3 separate regions of the Mus musculus genome follow, and all the other regions are linked to region 2. A link is a contact called in public promoter capture Hi-C data. All regions are on one chromosome and are shown on one strand. Each heading gives the region's core, a stretch centred on a gene start, on an enhancer-like site or on the middle of the called end of the contact. The rest is flanking DNA. Distances are from core to core; before and after follow the strand shown.

Region 1 (3,563 bases), core at 747-3,246, 260 kb before region 2:
TGCAGTACCTGTGGAGGCCAGAAGAAGGCGCTGCAACCCCCGGAACCAGAATTACTGATGTTTGGGGATGCTGGGTACTGTATATGGGTCCTCCTCAAGAACAGCTGAGCCCTTTCTCAAGTCCCAAATTAAGATGTAAAAAGTTTATGTATTTAAGGCTGGGTGTGGTGGTGCACACCTGTAACCTCAGCACTTAGGTGGTAGAGTCAGGCGGTCTACATAGTCATTTCCAGGACAGCCAGGGAGACAAAGAGAGACCCTGTCTCAAAAACAAACGAACCATAAATATTTATAGTGGCGATATAGAGTAGCTTGTTTGCTTATCACAACCTGCTCTCCCCCACTACTTACTATTACTATTGGTTCACTAAGTAATGGAATATGAGAGTGCTGTGTGCAAGGAAATGTTGCCTTGATTATGCCCACTGTATAAATGGGTGCATTGAGTATGCCTACTGTATAAATGAGGGTCCAAGGTTTAGCAAAGTTAATAATTTCCCTTAGGCTTCAATGCAAGTGAAGCTAGCTGGTGCCAGGTGAGACTGGGGCCCTGGGAGAGCCAATGTAGCATTTTTCTCAGTACCCCTGTGGCTTGTTCTTTCAGTGCTGTGTAAGATGGGGGAGTGCCAACCCAGTTATTAATGGATATTTTTGAAGGAAAGCCTTCCAATCATCTTTTACATAGATCTCGTACATTCTCGGTACAGCTGATTAAAAAAAAAATGAACTCATCACTGAAGTATGCATGTGAATTAGGGAGACCTCAGTCTGATGAAGGATTTCAGGAAGCTGAAGCATTGAGTATAGGAGTGTATCCTGTACTGTATCCATATCCACATTCACAGGTAAACCAGGACATTTCTAGAAGTGGCATTTAATTGGTTTTTAAAGTTCTTTGCTAGAAAAAAAAAAAGTATACTGTCCTTTCGTTTCTCGAATGAATTAGGAGAGGAACTAGGAAGTCTTGTTTGTGTGTTGGCTGGAGGACGGAATTTGTACGTTTGTGTGCCCGGGCGGGGGGGAGGGGGGCGGCGGCGTTAAATAATTACTACATTATAATTCATTCTATTGGAAACTTCCAGTCATAGATATGCTGAGGAAAAGAGGGCCCAGTGGCTTTCGAAATGGCTGGTCAAACCTCACCTGACAGAGGTTCCATCGTTGTCAAAATACAATTCTCTTATTTAATCCCTCCACTAAGCCTATTAGTTGTGAGAAACAAAGCCGACTGAAATCAGGACACATGATACCAAGAATTAAGGAGAAGGCAGGCGCCTAATGCCTTTGCATCCTAGCTCCTTCGTGCTTATGAAATAAGGTGTGTTGGTCTGTGTGAGTCTTAGAAATGACAACATGAAGAAACCGGTCCATGGTGGAATCCGGGCGTTCGCTAGGCAAGCCGACTAAGCATGTGTTCCTTCCCTTCAGGCTTTGAGGCTAGGGTGCCCCTCAAAAAGCCTGTATTGCACAAAATGCGGATCCCCGTCTGCACATCCCAGAGAAGGAAGGAAAGGCCAGGCAGGCAGGCGTCTGGCTTCTCGGTTGCAGCGATGACAGAATCCCCCCCCCCCCCCCCATACACACACACACACACACACATACACACACACACACACACACACACACTCACACACCCCTCCCCAAACGCCGCTGCTTCCAAATGCAAGGGTGCAGCTGGCTTACCGCAGAGTGCCGCAGTTGAGTGTTTTCAGGGACAGACACAAGGGGAAATCGCAGCCCGAGCACACCCCGGGCTGCCGCCTGCCAACCTTTCTGCACCGAGGAGCCTCAGGCAGCTGGCAAATTCCTAGTCCCTCCCCTAGCGAGCTGGGAGGTGGAAGCTGGGTGGGAGCTCAGGTTGAGAAAGGAAGGGGCTGGGGGCGGGGCTTCAGTCCATCCCTCAGCGGGGGGCTGCAGGGTGGGCAGCCAGGAGGCCCAGACATCTGTCCACCCGGGTGCAGCAGCAGCTCACAGTGCGGGTGGGGACTCTGCCACCATACCTGGCTGTGGCTGAGCATGTGGGCGGCCGCAGGCAGTAGGCAGGCATTGCTGCTTATGTCAGCTCTGAAATGAAAGCGGCTGAGGCCTCTGCCTCTGAAGGCTTGCAAGGGAGATCAGCACCCAGCAAATAAGAAGCCAGCCCTGGCCCCGGAGGAGGAGGAAGAGGAGAAGAGGTTGAGCATCCCTCTCCCGGTGTCCTTTAAATGAGGAGCGTGGCCGTTTGCTTCTGACCCTCGCTTACATCACTAACCTGTGACAGGCACATCTCCACGCCCGGTACCTGCTCCTCCAACTGCAGCTTCTAGTCCTAGGGGCTTCTTTGTATGAGGCAGACATGGCCAGCCAGCAGGATTCCGGCTTCTTTGAAATCAGTATCAAATATTTACTGAAATCCTGGAGTAACGGTGAGTGATAGAAAATATATATATATATAATTTTTTTTTTGGTTTTGTTTTCTGGATGCTGCTAAGGTTGGAGCAATCATATCTCAACTGGACACATATGTTTGTGAGCTGAGGAAGTTTCTCTCTCTCTCTCTCTCTCTCTCCATCTGCTGTGAAAATCAAAAACGTCAGTGTCTGAACTATCCCTGCTCAACTTTGAAGGCTGCAATAAAATTAATAGATTTTTTTTTCCTTAGAATTTCCAGAGATGCGGCCCTTCTGACTCTGGGGAGGGCAGGTTCGGCATGCCAGGCTGCATTGCCTGCCTGGTGTTTGTTTGCTGTGTTCAGGCTTCATCTAAATATTTTGTGAAGTGCAGCTTAGCCGAAGGGGTGTGGCAGGGTAGAGAGTACTTTGTAATTGTCTTATTAACAATTATTGTATTATTGACAATTATTGTAATTGTCTGAAGAGGGAAAACGACTTGGAAGTCCAAAACCTAAGACTCATCTTTGTTAGGCACAAACTGGTCTGCAGATCCATTTGGTCTATCCCTGGTACCTGTGCATGGTGTTCAGAAGGCTGTTTATCTGTTCCAGCTTCTAGAGGTCTTAGTTGCTCTAGTACAAGCGTGCTTCTGAAATGTAAACAAGTATGGGTCTGACCCAGATGGTTCCTTAGGCTATAAAAATATCATGGTTCTGAAGTTGCATTTCGGACCTATATAAAAATTGTTAGCAATTCACTATTTCAAAAAGGCAACCTCTAAGCCATCCTGGGTCTGGGTTAGAAATCAGAATGAGGCCTTTCAGATGTTCAGGGATACCTTGCATTTTTCTGCACACTTTAAAAACAGAGTCTTATTGATGCATCTGCTTTTGTGCTGATTTTGTGCCAAATGACTGACAGATCTTTTAGACGCTCTCGACTGTTTTGCATTAAAATTTTGTTTCTAAAAATTATTTTCTATATTTTATTGGGTATATACTAATTAACCTACCTGGAACCCTGAGGGGTACCGAACGTATCCTCCACGAATGACCTGTAGCTAAAAATCCTTTTTATGTAAACAAACCTAGGCAAGAGAACTTGGGCTAGATTGTTTTGAGAAAGCTGAAGCGCCTGTCCAAAGATATTTGGGGGTTGCATCTGTGGATGATCTCCACAGAAGCCATTTTC
Region 2 (3,426 bases), core at 772-3,271:
TCAGTCCCTAACTATTAACCAAGGTAAGGTTGACACACCCTGAACTCTCCAGCCCAGGTCTGGGCTTCCTATACCCCAGAGGCTCCTCCCTAAATCAGACAGTTTGGTGCCCCTACCCCCCACGCCCCCTACCCCCCCTCCCACCCCCGTCTCTCCCCCCTTTGCTCCTTTTGTTTCTTTGGTCTTTTGTCTGCTGTAGTAGATTCTCTTACTTCCTTCCTCTCCCTGCTCCCCACATGGTTCAGGGTCAAGACCACTCTGGACTCACTCAGATTTGTCACTGCCTCTGGGTATGTCTCCCTTTTTTCTACAATAAACTTTTTCTTCTACTATACCTAGGGGCAGTCATATCCTTTCCTTCCCTTTTTATTTCTCTTTTTCATTCATGTAAAGGTCTTTTTATGGAGCCTAAGCTGGTCTCAAACCCCATCTTTCCCCTCCCAAGTGCTGCAGTTGCAGAGTTATATACTACCACCGCTGGTAGTTATTTATTCATTTAATCATTGACTTTCACACTCAAATGGAAGTGTCGATATAAAACCCATCCTCAAGCCGGGCGTGGTGGCACATGCCTTTAATCCCAGCAGCACTGGGGAGGCAGAGGCAGGAGGATTTCTGAGTTCAAGGCCAGCCTGGTCTACAAAGTGAGTTCCAGGACTGCCAGGACTATAGAGAGAAACCCTGTTTTGGGAAGAAAAACAAAAAAACATCCTCGATGCCTGTCAGCATCTATGCCAAAGAGGTGGAAAGATCTCCCACTGATGCGCCTGCACCTTCCAGGCCTCCGTGCCCCTCCCCCCACGCATGCCCCACCTCTCACACTTGCTTACCTTGTTGGTACCTGAGATACACCACACATAAGCACTCTCCCATCTCCTCTTACAATCTTTACAGTGAAAATAGCCATATTTTAGTTCCAAAAACTGAAAAGAAATTCAAATGGAAGTATTTTATTAACGGGGGTCAGGAGAAGAAGAGTGTAGATCCTTGTTTCGTAATTGATGGCTTAACGCAACAGCATCTACTTCTTGGACCTTGCTTTCAGCTATTCTCTACAGAGCCGTTAATTTAGCTTCTAGGCTCGCAGCCCTAGGATGTTTCCTGTCCATTTCCCGCAACACCAACAGCAACATCTCCAAAAATAAAAATCTAGGTTCACCTTTCACACACTCGAAGCTTACTGTCGGCCTCATCTTCACCAGAAATAACGACAAGACTTTTTAAAATTAGGCTCCATGCCTATATTACCAAAATTTGAAAAACACCCAGACCATGTAAACAAAGTACATGCTTCCAGAACGCCACCTTCCTCGCCCAAGAAAAGGTAGAAATAGCACTTACCGATCTGGAAATGGAAGGAGGGAGGACCCTGCTGGTGGGGGGCTGAGCAGAGAGAAAGAAGCCAGCTAAAAGCGGAGCTTCCCAAATGAGCTCTGCGCGTGCACATACCTGCTTTCCCTTCCTGTCCTGAGGGCTGTGGGCATATTCCTCCCCCAATTCCTTCAGCCGTGGGAACTGCTCCTCACGATCCCGGCTCCATGTAGGTAGCAGCAGCTGACTGGCCTCTGTAGGTCCTGTGAGCTCCTCCTGGCTTTCCTCGTCTTCCCCATCCTGGGGTCGCCGGATCAAGGCTCTCCGCCCTACTTCCCAAGCTTCGGTGGGCTTCCTGGAGCTGGTTCTGTCCGAGAGGGAGCTGCTGTGGAGGGTCTGTGACCCCTGTGAGCACTGCACTGACTTGTCCACTCGAAGGCTCACCTGTACGCCCACCTCCGTGGTGTGGACACTGCGTAGCCATAGACTCAGGTTGGGGTCCATCTGAGTGGAAACGGCCTGAAGCTGAGCCCTGTTGTAAGGGTTCATACAGGACTGCGAGACATTTGCTGGTACCCTAAGCCTGGCTAGGAAAATGGGAGCTCCCATATTCTGTGGCCAGTTTTGCTGTTGACAGTGTCTCCAGGGGCCAGGGTAGGTCAAAGGGTCTGTGGTCCCATAGCCACAGGGAACACAGAAAAGACGCTCCATTTGAGGGGAGGGGGGAGTTTCCTCCCTCACCCTCCTCTTCCTCTTTGTAGATTTGATTCGGGTTCACCCAGGTTTCTTAATTTATTCCAGAGCGGGAGCAGCCAGTTAGCTCCCTAATTGAAGTCACCTAGGAGATGACTAATTGTTTTCCCTACCTTTCCAATCAGCAGTGCTCACTAATTTTTTTTCTCTCTCAAGGTTGTTTTTCATTTCTGACTTCTTCACACATGCTTTAACTAGTAATTTCACTCACTTATTCTCTTGGTGACGACTTTGTTGATCTGGTATCAGTGGGTGAGGATATAAATTAGTATAGGTATTATGGAAACTAACACGGAGTCTCCTCAAGAATTAGCAATTGGCTGTGCTGTAGTGGAGCCTTTAATCCCAGCACTTGGGAGTCAGAGGCAGGTGGATCTCTGAGTTGGAGGCAAGCCTGGTCTACAGAGTGAGTTCCAGGACCGCCAGGGCTACACAGAGAAACCTTGTCTTGAAACACTTGCCATCAAAAATAATAATAATAATAATTAAAAATAAAGATTTAAAAATAGGAGGGCAGGAGAGATGTCTCAGTGGTTCATATTGCATCATATTGCAAAGTGCTCATAGCAACTTGGATTCCCAGTCACTGGGTGGCTCACAAACACCTGTAACTCCAGCTGGTAGCTGACATCCTCTTCTGGATATAACTTACACTCACGTACATAGACACACATTCACAGGCACATACATACTTTTTTTTAAAGATTTATTTATTTTTATTTATATGAGTGCACTATAGCTGTCTTCAGACACACCAGAAGAGGGCATCGGAACCCATTACAGAAGGTTGTGAGTCACCATGTGGGTTGCTGGGAATTGAACTCAGGACCTCTGGAAGAGCGGTCAGTGCTCTTAACCACTGAGCCATCTCTCCAGCCCACACACATACCTTTTAAAACTAGATAAATATATCTTTTAAAAGACATTTTCTTATTTAACATATATCTGCATGTATACCTGCGTGCCAGAAGAGAGTTCAGATCTCATTATAGATGGTTGTGAGCCACCATGTGGTTGCTGGGAATCAAACTCAGGACCTCTAGGAAGAACAGCCAGTGCTCTTAACTGCTGAGCCATCCCTCCAGCCCTATCCTTTTTTTAAAAAATAGAACCACCGACCTAGCAATCCCATTATTTGTATGCATATGCAAAGAAAGTGAAATCAATTAAGAGATTCTGCCCTCATCCTCATCCAAGAGTCAAACTCTGGAAGCAACCTACATATCAGATGACAGATGAGTAAAGAAACTGCCATATAAATGGGAATTTTAATCAGTCATTGAACAAGAAAGAAAAAGCATGTGTGGTGGTATAGGCCTTGTCATTCCAGAACCCAAAAGGCTGAGGCAGGAGACTCACAAG
Region 3 (3,276 bases), core at 436-2,935, 430 kb after region 2:
GGGTTTGTTGTTGTTTTACATGTATGGGTATCTGTGAAGGTATATTGTGAAGGAATCTTGAAGTTATAGACAGTTGTGAGCTGCCATGTGGGTGCTGGGAATTGCACCTGGGTCCTCTGGTAGACTAGTCACTGCTCTTAACCACCGAGCCATCTCTACAGCCCTCCCAACTGTTTCCTTAAGTCACTTGAAGCTTCAGCTCTAGAAGGGGCCCTTGATGCTGCATGCAGACATATGTGCTGTCGAATCTTCCGGTAAGATGGTGACTGCAAGGCTGCATGAAGCGATTTAAAAAAAATTGCTCATTGTTATTTTTTCATTTATTGAGATATTTTAATGACACACTGAATAGAAACGAGGTGTCTTTGTCCCCACCTGGTGACTTCATATCACTAATGGTGATAATGTGTGCTTGCTGGAGTTGAGACTATTTCATCAAGTACTGGAGTAAGTTTACTGTGCTGACATTGTAGCAAGCATCTTCGAATGTAACACTTGTGGCTGTATTGACTTTCTATTTGTGTGGAATTCTGAGGAGGACATCACTCTCAGAGTGCCTGTTCTGCAAGGATGTTACTCATCCCTCTGTGGGCGGGAGGCAGCGGCTGAGTTGTACCTTACTGAGTAGGATGGTGGCATCCTTCATTTTTTCTGGGCTTCCCTTAGGGACTCATCTTAGTGTACATTTGTCCTTTGAGCTTCGAGATGTTTCCCAATGAATGGGACAAAGCCCGTGTATATGTATAGGTATAGGTGTACATTCATACATACATACATACATACACGGCGTGGGGGACAGAAGTCTCCCACCCAGCACTCCTGCCCAGAGACCCCACTTGCTAAGCCAGGGCTGGACGTCAAAACGTGGATATTCATAAGAAGGATGGCAAAGGGTGATGAACGGGATATGGTGCCATGGAAGTTGAAATGTGAGTGGTCTGGAGTTTTTCTTTCTCTTGGAAAACAACTCACAGCTACAACCTCACCAGAGAATCCAGAGGGATCTCATTAAGGAACACTGCTGATTTAAAGGGTTAAAGGGGGATAACGGGGGAGGGAAGAGAAGGGGACGACCCAGGGAAAGGAGAAACAGAAGCCTCACACAACCCATCATTCTTAGACCCACTGTGTGTTCTTGTAGGCTCTGCAGGCTGGGGTCTGAGGCAAGGCGGACTCTCGCCTTCTCTAATGGGATGGGGGACTCTCTTATCAGAAGAAAACTGCCTGAGTACTCTTAAACCTCGCAAAGTTCCACCTGAATTCCCCACCCTGCCTTCCTGCTGTGTTCAGATACAGCAAAGCTCTCCTGGGATGTTCTCTGAAAGATTCCCCTGGATAGAGGGCTCAGAATGGGAGAAAGGGGAAAGCAGGTGATTTTCCCCACTCCCCCACCCCCGAGGCGCCAAACGTTGTGCAAAGTTGGGCAGCTGTTTCTGTCCTCCAGGAACACCAGTCCCAGGAAGGCAAAGGGAGTGGACGCGGGGAGTGGGCGACGCGGGGACATCTCAGGATGGAGGCCACAGGATTGTGCGATGTGGAATAGTCTGCTCCCTGAGCTGGCTGCAGCAGGTGCTTGTTCTCCGACGTCCCTATGACCCCTGCTGTGCTCTCTCTGGGCACCCTGGCTGGCTGAGCCCCTGTCCCGCCCCCGTGCCAGGCCGGAGTGGGGGGCGGCGCCTGCTCTGGATAATCATTGCTCGTGGGGCGGCGGGAGCGGGGGTGGGCACCGCGTAGGGAGGGCGGCGGGGCGCGGGCATATAGGGGCGCGGCGCGGTGCCCTCCCGGCTCCCGCAGCATGCTAGCCCGCGCCCCTCCTCGCCGCCCGCCGCGGCTGGTGCTGCTCCGTTTGCTGTTGCTGCATCTGCTGCTGCTCGCCCTGCGCGCCCGCTGCCTGAGCGCTGAGCCGGGTCAGGGCGCGCAGACCTGGGCTCGCTTCGCGCGCGCTCCTGCCCCAGAGGCCGCTGGCCTCCTCCACGACACCTTCCCCGACGGTTTCCTCTGGGCGGTAGGCAGCGCCGCCTATCAGACCGAGGGCGGCTGGCGACAGCACGGCAAAGGCGCGTCCATCTGGGACACTTTCACCCATCACTCTGGGGCGGCCCCGTCCGACTCCCCGATCGTCGTGGCGCCGTCGGGTGCCCCGTCGCCTCCCCTGTCCTCCACTGGAGATGTGGCCAGCGATAGTTACAACAACGTCTACCGCGACACAGAGGGGCTGCGCGAACTGGGGGTCACCCACTACCGCTTCTCCATATCGTGGGCGCGGGTGCTCCCCAATGGCACCGCGGGCACTCCCAACCGCGAGGGGCTGCGCTACTACCGGCGGCTGCTGGAGCGGCTGCGGGAGCTGGGCGTGCAGCCGGTGGTTACCCTGTACCATTGGGACCTGCCACAGCGCCTGCAGGACACCTATGGCGGATGGGCCAATCGCGCCCTGGCCGACCATTTCAGGGATTATGCCGAGCTCTGCTTCCGCCACTTCGGTGGTCAGGTCAAGTACTGGATCACCATTGACAACCCCTACGTGGTGGCCTGGCACGGGTATGCCACCGGGCGCCTGGCCCCGGGCGTGAGGGGCAGCTCCAGGCTCGGGTACCTGGTTGCCCACAACCTACTTTTGGTGAGTTCGAGGGGCCAGGCAGGGGGCCACCTTGGGGGACAGAGGGCCTCGGAAGTGCCAGAGCCACTTCCAGAAATCCTTACTTGAACCCATTACGAGGTCACACAGGTCTGACACTTTGCAGGCGGAGACACCCCCCCCCCCCCAGCAGCTCTGGGGTTCTCTTCTAGAAGTGGAGTTAGAAACTGGAGCGGAATCCTGCAGCGCGTGCTTTAGGGCCCCTAGAAAAGGACACGGGGCCATTTCTCCACTGAGCAAGCGTTTCTCCCCAGGTGTTGGGAAGTCGAAGTTCCTAGAGGTAATGGCCAGCAAGATTTGTTAGAATCAGCTGCAGAGTCAGAATAAAGACGGTGAATGAAAGCAACACCCGTGTTCACGAGCTGCAAACAGGCATTGCCCGTGCAAGACCTCTGTGTTAATTCAGTAAAACCCGTCTTGCTAGTGACTCAAGGTTATCTAGTTTGGTAGCAGTGTCAAAATCCTTGAACTGTTTGGGTTTAAGCTGTGTTTTGAGGTCCCTTCTGAGGCAGGGCTGGATAGGAACTTCTTTGCCTCTATCACCATGAATTGTCATAGGTCTGAAGACAGTCCCCCCTCCCTGCCCCCCCACACAGTGCAAGATGGACATATAAACACGGGACCATCTACAGGGGGGT

Evidence for each region. Promoter capture Hi-C pulls out the DNA fragments that hold promoters and counts their contacts. Capture Hi-C pulls out chosen DNA fragments and counts their contacts.
Region 1: a promoter capture Hi-C map of pancreatic islet shows a contact between it and region 2. The contact joins the promoter of Fry here to the promoter of Zar1l in region 2. A contact is called at or near these places in 2 of 115 datasets of contacts at active chromatin or transcription factors (embryonic stem cells and microglia) and 1 of 9 other capture datasets (pancreatic islet).
Region 3: a contact with region 2 is called in a promoter capture Hi-C map of liver, with 2.5 times the contacts expected there. The contact joins the promoter of Kl here to the promoter of Zar1l in region 2. A contact is called at or near these places in 3 of 39 promoter capture datasets (liver and stem cell-derived epiblast-like cells).

Annotation. Positions count from the first base shown.
Region 1 is chr5:150,257,934-150,261,496 of GRCm38.p6, forward strand. Fry (FRY microtubule binding protein) reads left to right here and starts at 1,997. Exons shown (of 61, transcript NM_172887.2): 1 at 1,997-2,405. The coding sequence starts at 2,336.
Region 2 is chr5:150,516,138-150,519,563 of GRCm38.p6, forward strand. It overlaps Zar1l (zygote arrest 1-like), which reads right to left and starts at 2,022. Exons shown (of 4, transcript NM_001159693.2): 1 at 1,450-2,022; 2 at 831-923. The coding sequence starts at 2,022.
Region 3 is chr5:150,950,922-150,954,197 of GRCm38.p6, forward strand. Kl (klotho) reads left to right here and starts at 1,686. Exons shown (of 5, transcript NM_013823.2): 1 at 1,686-2,620. The coding sequence starts at 1,796.